3 separate regions of the Mus musculus genome follow, and all the other regions are linked to region 3. Evidence: chromatin contacts called from public Hi-C data. All regions are on one chromosome and are shown on one strand. The core of a region is the stretch at or near the end of the contact, and the rest is flanking DNA. Distances in the headings are between cores, read along the strand shown.

Region 1 (3,523 bases), core at 787-3,286, 150 kb after region 3:
GAGAGAGAGAGAAAGAAAGAGAAGGAAGGAAGGAAGGAAGGAAGGAAGGAAGGAAGGAAGGAAGGAAGGAAGAGAGAAAGATCAGGAAACCCAACTGAGATGCAAAGACTTGCCCCAAACAACAAATCCGGTTGACTGTGTGCTTCTTAGGGAGCTGGAACCCAGGCGCAACTTTCCTGGGAGCTTTGCTATTTCCCTAATATCCAACTAGGGAGAGAGCAAGGGACATTGCATCAGTCAATTTTCTTGTTGCTGTGGCAACATACCTGGCAGAAATAAGGAAGGAAGAATGGGGGGGGGGGCTTGTTTGTCAAGTTGACACCTAAGTTTCTCTCTGTCTTTTTTTAAAATTATTTTTTGAAACAACAACAACCACAACAACCAAAAATGGCTATGCTCCGTGCTACCTCTTTTCATGGGTTATAACACCCGACTCTAATCTATCTCTTCTGCTCTCCTGACTGACTGACCTTGGGTAAGCCATATTTGCCAGGAGGTCCGAACTGATTTCTGTGAGAGGTAATGAACTCATTTGTGTCCCTAAACTTGGCTCGATACCAGAGCTTTCTCCGTAGACCTGTTTTCTTTCCTTGTAGTGCTGAGGACAGAAGCTGGGGCCTTAAACATTAGGGGTGTGGTGATTTGAATGAGAATGGCTCCCCATGCGTTCATATATTTCAAAGCTTGGTCCCCAGCCAGCGACAGTGTTCGTGAAGCATTAGGAGGTGAGGCCTTGGATGAGGTGTATCACTGGAGATGGCCTTTGACATCTGTCCACGCCTAGTTCACAGTTAGCTTTCTCTCTGCCTAGTGCCTGTGGACAGGAAGAAATCCCTCAGCTACTTCTCCAGAGCCATGCCTGCCTCTCTGTTGCCATGTTTCCCTCCATGACCGCCATGGGCTCTAACCCTCTGGAACCATGAGCCCCTATAGTAAATGCTTTCTTTTTATAAATTGCTTTGGTCACATGTTTCATCACAGTAATAGAAGTAACTAAGACCTAGACAAGTACTCTGCCATGGGATTAGTCTTCAAACTAGTAATGGTGTAGTTTGTGAGGTAACTTCCATATTGATTTGTTTGTGTCTATGAAGAAAATCTCCATGCTTGTGATCTGCATGTGGCCATTGTTGGGTTTCAGGCAAAGTCCATAAACGAAGCAAGTAAGATACAGGGTGGGCCCATTAGGAGTTAGTCAGCATGGTGATTGGAGCAGACATTGAGGAGGAAGAGCTGATGAAAGGCAGTGTGAGAACTGGGCTTGATTTTCTGCCCTCAGTCTCAGAGAACACGGCCCGAGCCTCGGGGTGGGGGTGGGGGAGAACTGCAAGCAGAGAGAGAGTCACCCGCTGTATAAAACCTTGCTTTAAGGCAGGAGCCATACAGTTTCATACTGTATATCTTTTGACCCCCAGAATTTGGGAGGCAGAGGCAGGTGGATCTCTGTGAGTTGAAGCCCAGCCTGCTCTACACAGTGAGTTCCAGGAAAGCAAGGGCTACACAGAGAGACCTTGTGTTAAAACAAAACAAAACAAAACAAAACAAACCACCTTACTTGTATACTACTGAAGGTACTTTAGACAACAACAGTGAAGGCTCAGAACCCAGCATCCAGGTGTCCATCTCTGGAGATCCTTACTTAATTGCTCTGGGTTGTGCCTGAGCCTGGGGATTTTCCAAAGCACCCTGTGTGATTCCATCTTGATGCTAACATTGAGATCTCAGACTGGCCGCAAAGCCCTCAGGACAAGAAGGCTCTATGTGTTATAGATACCCCTTAAGACTGTTGAAAATTGGTATTTCAAGGACCCTCCTAGTGCGTTCACATAGAGATTCCCGTTTAAAACAGTGGAAGGTCTCAATACAAAACTTCCTAAATATGTTTTGGGGATAAACTCAACCCCTCAGTCATGGCTTAGTTGCTTGGCTTTTATAGTTGATAGCTTAGAAATCATTCTGTCTCCAGGTGTATGAGTCACACGAAGCCCCTTCTAACTGACTGGATTTTTCTTCTTCACTGAAGTGAGTGGATTGATCGGTTGTTTTGTCATAGCGTAGCTAAAGCCGGTGGGAGGGTGCCAGTTATCATTTGGAGAAAAGGTATCAATTTGAAGTACCAGAGACAGCGGGTGAATTGTGCTCGTGAAATAGATGTTTCGCTCTACTTTTTAATTTGCTCCTGTTTGAGTTAGCTGAGATTTCTTCTTTATTTTTAAAGAATGACATTTATACAGCCGCTTAAACTGCCAATCTGTTACATAAACAGCCTTGTTTTCCTGAAGGCTAGCGCCCCCTAGAGGCCAAATATGTGTAGCGTTTTAGACTTCGGTCAGGAAAAGACCCTGGTGTTTCTAATAGCCTTATAATTTGCCACGCAGGTGAAGTAAATTGGACTATTCGTTATAGCAAAATTCCCCAAGAGAAGTCTCAAAGCCAGACAACAATGCGACAAGGGGACAACAAAAAGCCTAAGACAAAAAATGTTTTTCCCTGGCATCAAATCCAGGCTTTAGAACCGGGATAGAAAGGCTGAGCCGCAGTCAAGTGACTTTGCGCGTGGCCAGAGCTTGATACTCACATACTGATGGAGGACCTTCAACCTCTGCAGCTAAAGTGGGCTGAAATCTGAAGGTCTTCCAAGTTTTCCCCACAAAGCTTGAGGCATCAAGCCCATAAAGCCATGGGGGTTTGTTTCGTTTCTGATTCCTTTGCCCACCACTTAACTCTCAGTAGCATGCGGACTCATTTAAAATGCTATTCCACCGCTGCCCAGCCCAGACCCAAAGAAGCAAAATCTATTGGTGTCTGGCGCAGGAAGATGAGTTTTAACAGGACATCACAAGTAGTCACTAGTATTGTGCTTTCCATAAACTAAGTGAAGTGCTGTCAAAAGCTCCTAATTAATGAGAGTTTGGGGGCTCTTTTCGGATAGAACATAACTTTGAGTGCAGGAAGAGGCTATGCATGTGTGGTGGGCCTCAGAGCTCTTCATTTTCTCATGCATACACGCCACACAACCTGAGACTGGCCTTGTTCTCATGGCCTCTCTTGGATGTCACCATATTTCCTTCAGCAATTCCACTGAAATTGCCTGGGCTAACCCCTTGACTCAAAGTGTCAACAAGCTAATGGGATCCATTAATCCTTTCTAATTGATTAGTGCTAATGAGCAAGGCTGAATCCCCTGGTTCTCAACTCAGTGAGAACCAGAAAGCCCTCAAGGGCTCGTTAAGACATAGATCGCTGGCTTTCTTGTCCAGGGACTCTGTCCTAGGGCATAGCCTAGGAATCTGCATTTCTACAAGTTTCCAGGACACAATGCTGATGCTACAGGCTTGGGCAATAGCATTTCCCACTCTCTACGTGTTATTGGAGAACTTTAAGAAATGACCAGAAGGCCACATAACATTCCAGCTAGTCAGCCAGGGGCCAGACTATCAGCATTTTAAAAGTAACCCCACATGACCCCAGTGAGCAACCGAAGTTGAGAATTATTAATCTAGAACTGCAATTCTCAAAATTG
Region 2 (3,052 bases), core at 508-3,007, 200 kb before region 3:
AAATAGACTCTTGCATTTCAAGAAAGTAAATGGCTCGTCAGGACCTGCTCTGCTCTTGCTGTGGAGCTGATAGTGGCCTTCTGCCCTCAGAAGACGTGGAAACAGTATCCCTTAAGTGACGAGGGTCACAAAGCCCATGTACCAATCATTCCGCTGTTACAGAAGAAATAAACATGTAAAACGAATAAACGCCTGGAATACAGGACTGAACCTGATATGTGACAAAAATATGCTGTTCTCCAACTATGACAAACTCTGAATATATTACACCATCTCTCCATGCAACCACCCAATGGAAGTCAGGTGGAATTAAACATGCCATAAATCATGAGTCCTTAATAAGCCAGTCAGAATAACATTCTTTGAAAGTTTCTTGATTGTAAATGCAAAAATATTCCAAAGTTAAGGTTGCCAACATTCAAAAGGAAGGAGGAAAGTCGCTCCGAGGAACCAGCATCCCACTCCGAAACCGCACTTTGGGCGCTCACTCATGCTGAGAAGACTGCCCAACCATTTGCTCGAGTTGGCAGTTTTAGGCAGCCTGCGCACAAGTCTCTGCACAGGCAGACAAAGCAGGGTCGGGGATTACGACCCCTATCTACAAGGAGCTCTTTGGTGACTGCCATTCCCAGATGACAAAAAGTTCCATTAAGTCCTTCAAGGCCCAGGGTTCCATTTAGGATATATGAACTAAGGAAACTTACCCCAATAAAAAGAGATGAATTATAATCCCAAGGCCACTTCACATAAACACGGAAGAAAGCAGCACCACTCAAAGCGTGTTCAGTTTTTTATTCCAAAACATATTAGAAGCCAAGGCTAAAGTAATGGGCACCAACTCTCCTCTTGGTGACACGGCAGATTCAATACAACGGTCACTTTTGTAAAGAAGGGGAGTCTGCCCTCATGCTTCACTGGACTCTCCCCCAAGCATTCTTAATTTTCTTTCCTGTTAAAAGGGTTACCAGTTCTCTAATGGAAATTAACACTGTTGGTGAGTAATTGGCCACAGGGTCTGGGCTGCTTGAGAAAGACCCAGGCTTTAGCTGTTTACTCCCATTTATACAAACAAATCTGTAAGCTGACAGTTGGCCACTGATGTCATGCCTCTGAGCGGTTCTGTGCTTGCTTCTTGCTTCTCTCCTGAGAGGAGAACACAGGACAGCTGGGGAGCAGCACAGGGGGGGGGGGGGGGGGAGACTAGGAAGGTGGGGGAGGGGCGAGGCGGCATGCCTTTGGAGTCACAGATGCAGCTGAATTCTAATGATGTCACTTCATTTTCTCTCAGGCAATGGCGACCCCACCTCCCAAGCCATGCACTTTCAATGAGGAGTAAAGCTAAAATCTTGGCAAGGCGCAGAGAGTAGCAACGTCCTGAACCGGCAGCCAAGATCTGGATGTGAATTTTAAGTTGTTTTCTCCCCCACATGTCCAACGAGATCTGTTATAATTTCAGAAAGGGGAAAAATAGATTTATTGATGGCTAAAAAGCCACATTTCAGAGTTGCCAGTGCTAATCAATAACTGGAATTTGACAAAAGACCGTGTTCCACTCAATAATGAAAAGGACACACATATAAAGGCAAGTATAATTACGTGGTATAAATAAGGGAGAAGTTGCCAGAGACTGCATGCTGCCAAGTGCCTCAAATATGCATGTTCTTTGAAAGACTTATTTTTGTGTCTATGGAGGATGAATAAACCTCACAAGGGAAAAAAAAAAAGGCTCTTCCCAAACCTTTGCTCATTTCTGGAACTGCACTCTTTCTACAGGTTCTGCGACGTCTGACTGGGTTTTCCATTCATTTGACATGTCCGCACGTCCGTCCTTATAGAGCTCAGGAAAACATAAATGAACTTACAGTGAGAAAATGCTGGGGGTAAGAGGATTGTTGCCCCCAGGACTTCTCTGCTACTGGGGGCTCCTTGTTCCTACATGGGCGTAAATGCTGTAGCCCTGTGAAGTCTGAGTGACCAGAGAAAGCTGAGGATGTTCTGGGTCTCAGCCAAGAGGAGTTCTCACCTTCAAGGCTGCTCTCTGCATCATGGGTCCCTCTCCTCTCACATCGAGATCAGATGAGGAGGAACGTTAATTACTGAACTGTATGACAGCTTCCTCCTCAACCCCAACTTTAACACCTACAGGTAGGGGCACTTAAGAGTAGGCCTGTGTTGGGCTGCTCAGCTCCAAGAATACAGGGGAGACCATGTTGGATGTCTTCACCAAAACACGTGACCTTACTGTGAAGCCGGAGCGGGCTCTGGACTCATGGGGACACCACAGACAATGTTTTCCAGTGCATCGAGTACAGAAAGGGTAACTCCTGCATAGACAGTGCAAGGGAAGACCTTCTATGTCCCTTAAGTCAGATGGAAATTTTACTTCTGAAACAGATTTGTCACGAAGACACTATGAACAGGACATTACACCCCATCAGTAACTTGGAAGCTATCTGCAGTCTGGGAGGGTGCATAGGTTCCTTCAGACTGCCAGACACATTTTAAATAAACAACTACATCAGCACACTGAAGGGCAGAAGTTCCTGACAGCTGTATATACTTCCCAAGTAGACACACACAGAGAGAGCTAAGAGGCAGTATCAGGGCTAGCCGGCCATCATCTCTACCGAGAGGGTGGATTATATTTACCATAGATGGATGGTACTAATTTAGGAAACCGCCAGTAAATGCTATAGATCTCTCCTCAGTCTCTCACATAGCCTTTTGTAGACAGAAAGATAAATCTGAAGCTAAGAGTAAGCTCATTTAATTTTCACCTGACAACCAGTAATAACAGAAGCGTCTTACAAAGGTTGCGTTTCAATGAAAAGAATCCATTACTGGGCATATAAAACACGTTTGCATTAATTACATTCCTTTGCACTGCATTTGACAAAACGTCAAGAACTCGACCCTGCCCTCCATCTACACATACAGCCTAGCATCACCAAAAGGGGGTAGCATATGAGCAGAATTCTGCTTGTTACCTCCACAGTTCTTCTTCTACTAGGGCAGGAACTCAATCAAGTACTCTGTACTTTAGTTACTACAT
Region 3 (3,151 bases), core at 212-2,711:
TGCCAGTTGCCCAAAGATTTTGCCAGGTAAATGTACCTACACAGTGACATCAAAATAGTTTTCCTGAACTAATCTCTTCTCTGGATCCAGATGTGGAAGTGGAAAGCCTCTACCCAGTGTTCGCCATCCAGATTGGGTTAGATATAGTAACATCTGTGTAACGTGTTAGAGACCCTGTACACACAATGTCATTATCTTGATGAGAAAAAAGAATGAAGTCTTCAAATGTACAGCAGTTCTTTCCAGATTAGACAGGGGGGCTAACATGTAAATGCAGGTATGCTTAGGTCTTGGATCCGAATCTGTTGTCTCGTTTTGAGAGCACACACACCCCTCAAAAGCGATTTCATTTATCCACTTTCTCATTCAGTTGTATGTTAGAACTATAAAATATCTTAGCTATCATCCAAAAATAAAAGCTTGTTTAATAAACGAACATGCCAGAAATGATGAGTGACCATGCCCAGGATGACAGGGATAGATGGACAAGCTGGAGATAAAGCCACCAACTCTTGGGTTTTGAATTCAACTTGGTAACATCTAACCATGCTGATTTCTACCTTCACGGTTAACCTGTATTCCAGAGCCAGTGTGGGATGCTGAAAGCCAGATGCACAGATTCCAATCTAGGTCTATCACTGACACTTGTAAGCCAGTCATTTGGGAGCTTAGTTAGCCTCCATGTTCACCATGCACAGTTAGAAATCTCCCCAATCATATCGATGCACAGTGCCTAGGCTCTTACAGAACTGTTGAGAAAATTAAATACACCCAGAACAGAAACTCAGCAAGTTAGCTTGTAGTGATTTTGGGATGATTAAATCACCACCATCATCATCATCATCAAAATATGAAGACAAAGGCTTTCATCACCATCCATGTGTGTTAGCCTTATTAGTTGTAAATCCCCAGTCAGCTGTTTAACAGTATAGCAATTTCCTGGCCCTTCATAATAATTAAATTTAAACTTATTTCATAATCTTCTTTACATCCATCTAATCCTCATGCCTTCCTCTAAACACAAATGCACAAAGCTCTACTTTCTGGTTTTAATTTCCCTGAGTGTGTGAGTTCACATTTAACTGCCTTCATCCAGCGATGGTGGGTCGATTAGTGTCCTTAAATCTAGTGATGTTAGCAGCCTAACCCTGACAAATCCTTGTTCTCGGCTCTCGTGACTTACCGCCCAGACCCTCAGGAAGGCAAACCCTGGGAAAATCATACAAACAGACCCAAATATTTGAAATCAGCATTGTGCTTCCATGCTTACGCCACTCTGAAAGCTTAGAGCATGTCTCTTTCGGTTTTATTCTTTCATTAGCCCAAGGCTTGCTAATTAATTGGAATTTCCCAGAGCTTTTGTTGCCGTGACAAAGGCAAACAGCGCAGAAGCTCATTTCTTCCTGTTGAAGAGGGCCCATCCACCCTCCAAGAGGGCAGTAGACGGGATAAGGGGAGGATTAAGTCGACTTTGAAAGGGTCAGACTCTGTGAGTTCCTGGCCCCCTCTCCCCACCACAGCTGTCTTCATCTTCTCCAATACTGATTAATGAGAAGTGACGTCTCAGCCTTGGTGTTTACTCCTCCAAGAGAGAGGCTGATTCTCAGGCATTATGCGTGATCTAAAATTAGATGGCGAAGAACAGCCTATGAGTAAGGAACAAATAATACTGGGAAGAAAAGATGTTGTACAAAGTGTAAGGCTTATTTGAAAATGAAAAAAAAAAACATAATTTATGGATCAGAGAAGGGAGTAAAACCCAGATGAACACTTCCAAGCAAAGCAAAGCCCAGGCTTAAAAGAAACAAAACGATGCTTAATCTTGACAAAAATATCTCTGTTTAAACCAAAGATAGCAGAGCAGCTGGAAACTCCAGGGAGTGAAGGGGAGTGAAGAGAAATTCGGTCCAAATTCTGCTCCTGGTTTCCTTTTCAATCCGTCATCGTTGCTGGAGGTGCTGGGTTATTGGAACTTAGAGACACTGCCATGGCTTGTTTCGCTCACACTGTAAGAGTGTGGCCCTCACCACTGTCTTTACGTAACAGAGGCCGGAGGGGCTTGTGAACTTGGCTTGTTGGCTCCTGACAACATCAGCTCTTCTAAGTTCTTTTTGACAAAGACGCCTCCTAGAATGCCCAAAGTGGAAAAAATGCCATCTGTCCTTGTAAAAAAAAAATCATGTTATTTCCCACAGGGAAAAAACAGTTTCTTAGTTATCTGCTTACAGGTAAATGTTATCAAAAATGTCTCCCATGTTCAGCTCTTTACCTCTGGCACAGAGCTGGGGTTTATCATAGAGGAGCCACAAAGACCTCTAAAGTATCCCTACCTCCAATTGGTCACCTAAGGGTCCACCTGGACTTCAACAAATAACTGTGAGCCACCTGCACAGACATCTGAACAGAACCACAGACAGACAGACAGACAGACAGACAGACAGACAGACAGATGGCTGGACAGAGAAGACAGCCATGGAGAGAGCCTGGAACTAGGCTCGGAGTATATCAGTAAGTACAGAGTCTTCAATGCAACTGAGACTGCTAGGGGATCCAGGTTTGGAGACTAAGGGCAGGGTTGCAAGTCAGATCCACCAGGGTTTGGTGCTGCCAAGAGAGAGGGAATCTACAACAGACCTAGAGGGAGCATGCAAAGGTGGGAGTGTGTGCTGAGGGAGGGGTACAAGAGTCTACAAGAAGCAAGATGGAGGGAGTACCCACTGTCTAAAGACACAGACTCTGCAATGAGACCATGTGACTGCAACCCTTGGAGTCAACTGTTTACTGGACCTGGATGTCTTCCCCACATGGACAGAACTGTGTAAATCTCAAAACTTCCTTCCGGAATATGAGGCAAACAGCAACTGTTCTAAAGCAAAGTGCCTGACACGATACTATAGCATAAATCTTAAATATCCATCCAGAGGCCAATTTGTAAAAGTCATGGTTCCAAGAAGAAAAACATCCGTGTTTCCTAGCCTGTTCTATCGCTGAGAGATAGAGGAGCCTTTAAGAGATGTGGTTGGCACATTCCAGGCATACCCCTGAAAGGTTTATGGGACTCTAATCACTCCCTCCGTCTCTCATTCACTCTGGGCAGGAGGTAAAGTCTCCCTCTGCTGCATCCTCCCATCGTAGGCTCTACCTGACCACA

Evidence for each region. A called contact is a pair of places that touch in the nucleus more often than the background predicts.
Region 1: a Hi-C map of cortical neurons shows a contact between it and region 3, with 2.5 times the contacts expected there. A contact is called at or near these places in 1 of 484 Hi-C or Micro-C datasets (cortical neurons) and 2 of 130 datasets of targeted methods (embryonic fibroblasts and embryonic stem cells).
Region 2: a contact with region 3 is called in a Hi-C map of cortical neurons, with 1.8 times the contacts expected there. A contact is called at or near these places in 4 of 484 Hi-C or Micro-C datasets (the MC3T3-E1 cell line, cortical neurons and nephron progenitors) and 2 of 130 datasets of targeted methods (embryonic fibroblasts and pancreatic cancer cells).

What each region holds. Positions count from the first base shown.
Region 1 is chr19:28,724,100-28,727,622 of GRCm38.p6, forward strand. No RefSeq gene overlaps it. Among named protein-coding and RNA genes, the nearest start is that of Gm35922, 34 kb to the right of the region's middle.
Region 2 is chr19:28,381,139-28,384,190 of GRCm38.p6, forward strand. The region is part of intron 4 of Glis3 (GLIS family zinc finger 3); the gene reads right to left. Among named protein-coding and RNA genes, the nearest start is that of Gm35866, 18 kb to the left of the region's middle.
Region 3 is chr19:28,578,715-28,581,865 of GRCm38.p6, forward strand. All of the region lies in intron 2 of Glis3 (GLIS family zinc finger 3), which reads right to left. Among named protein-coding and RNA genes, the nearest start is that of D930032P07Rik, 98 kb to the right of the region's middle.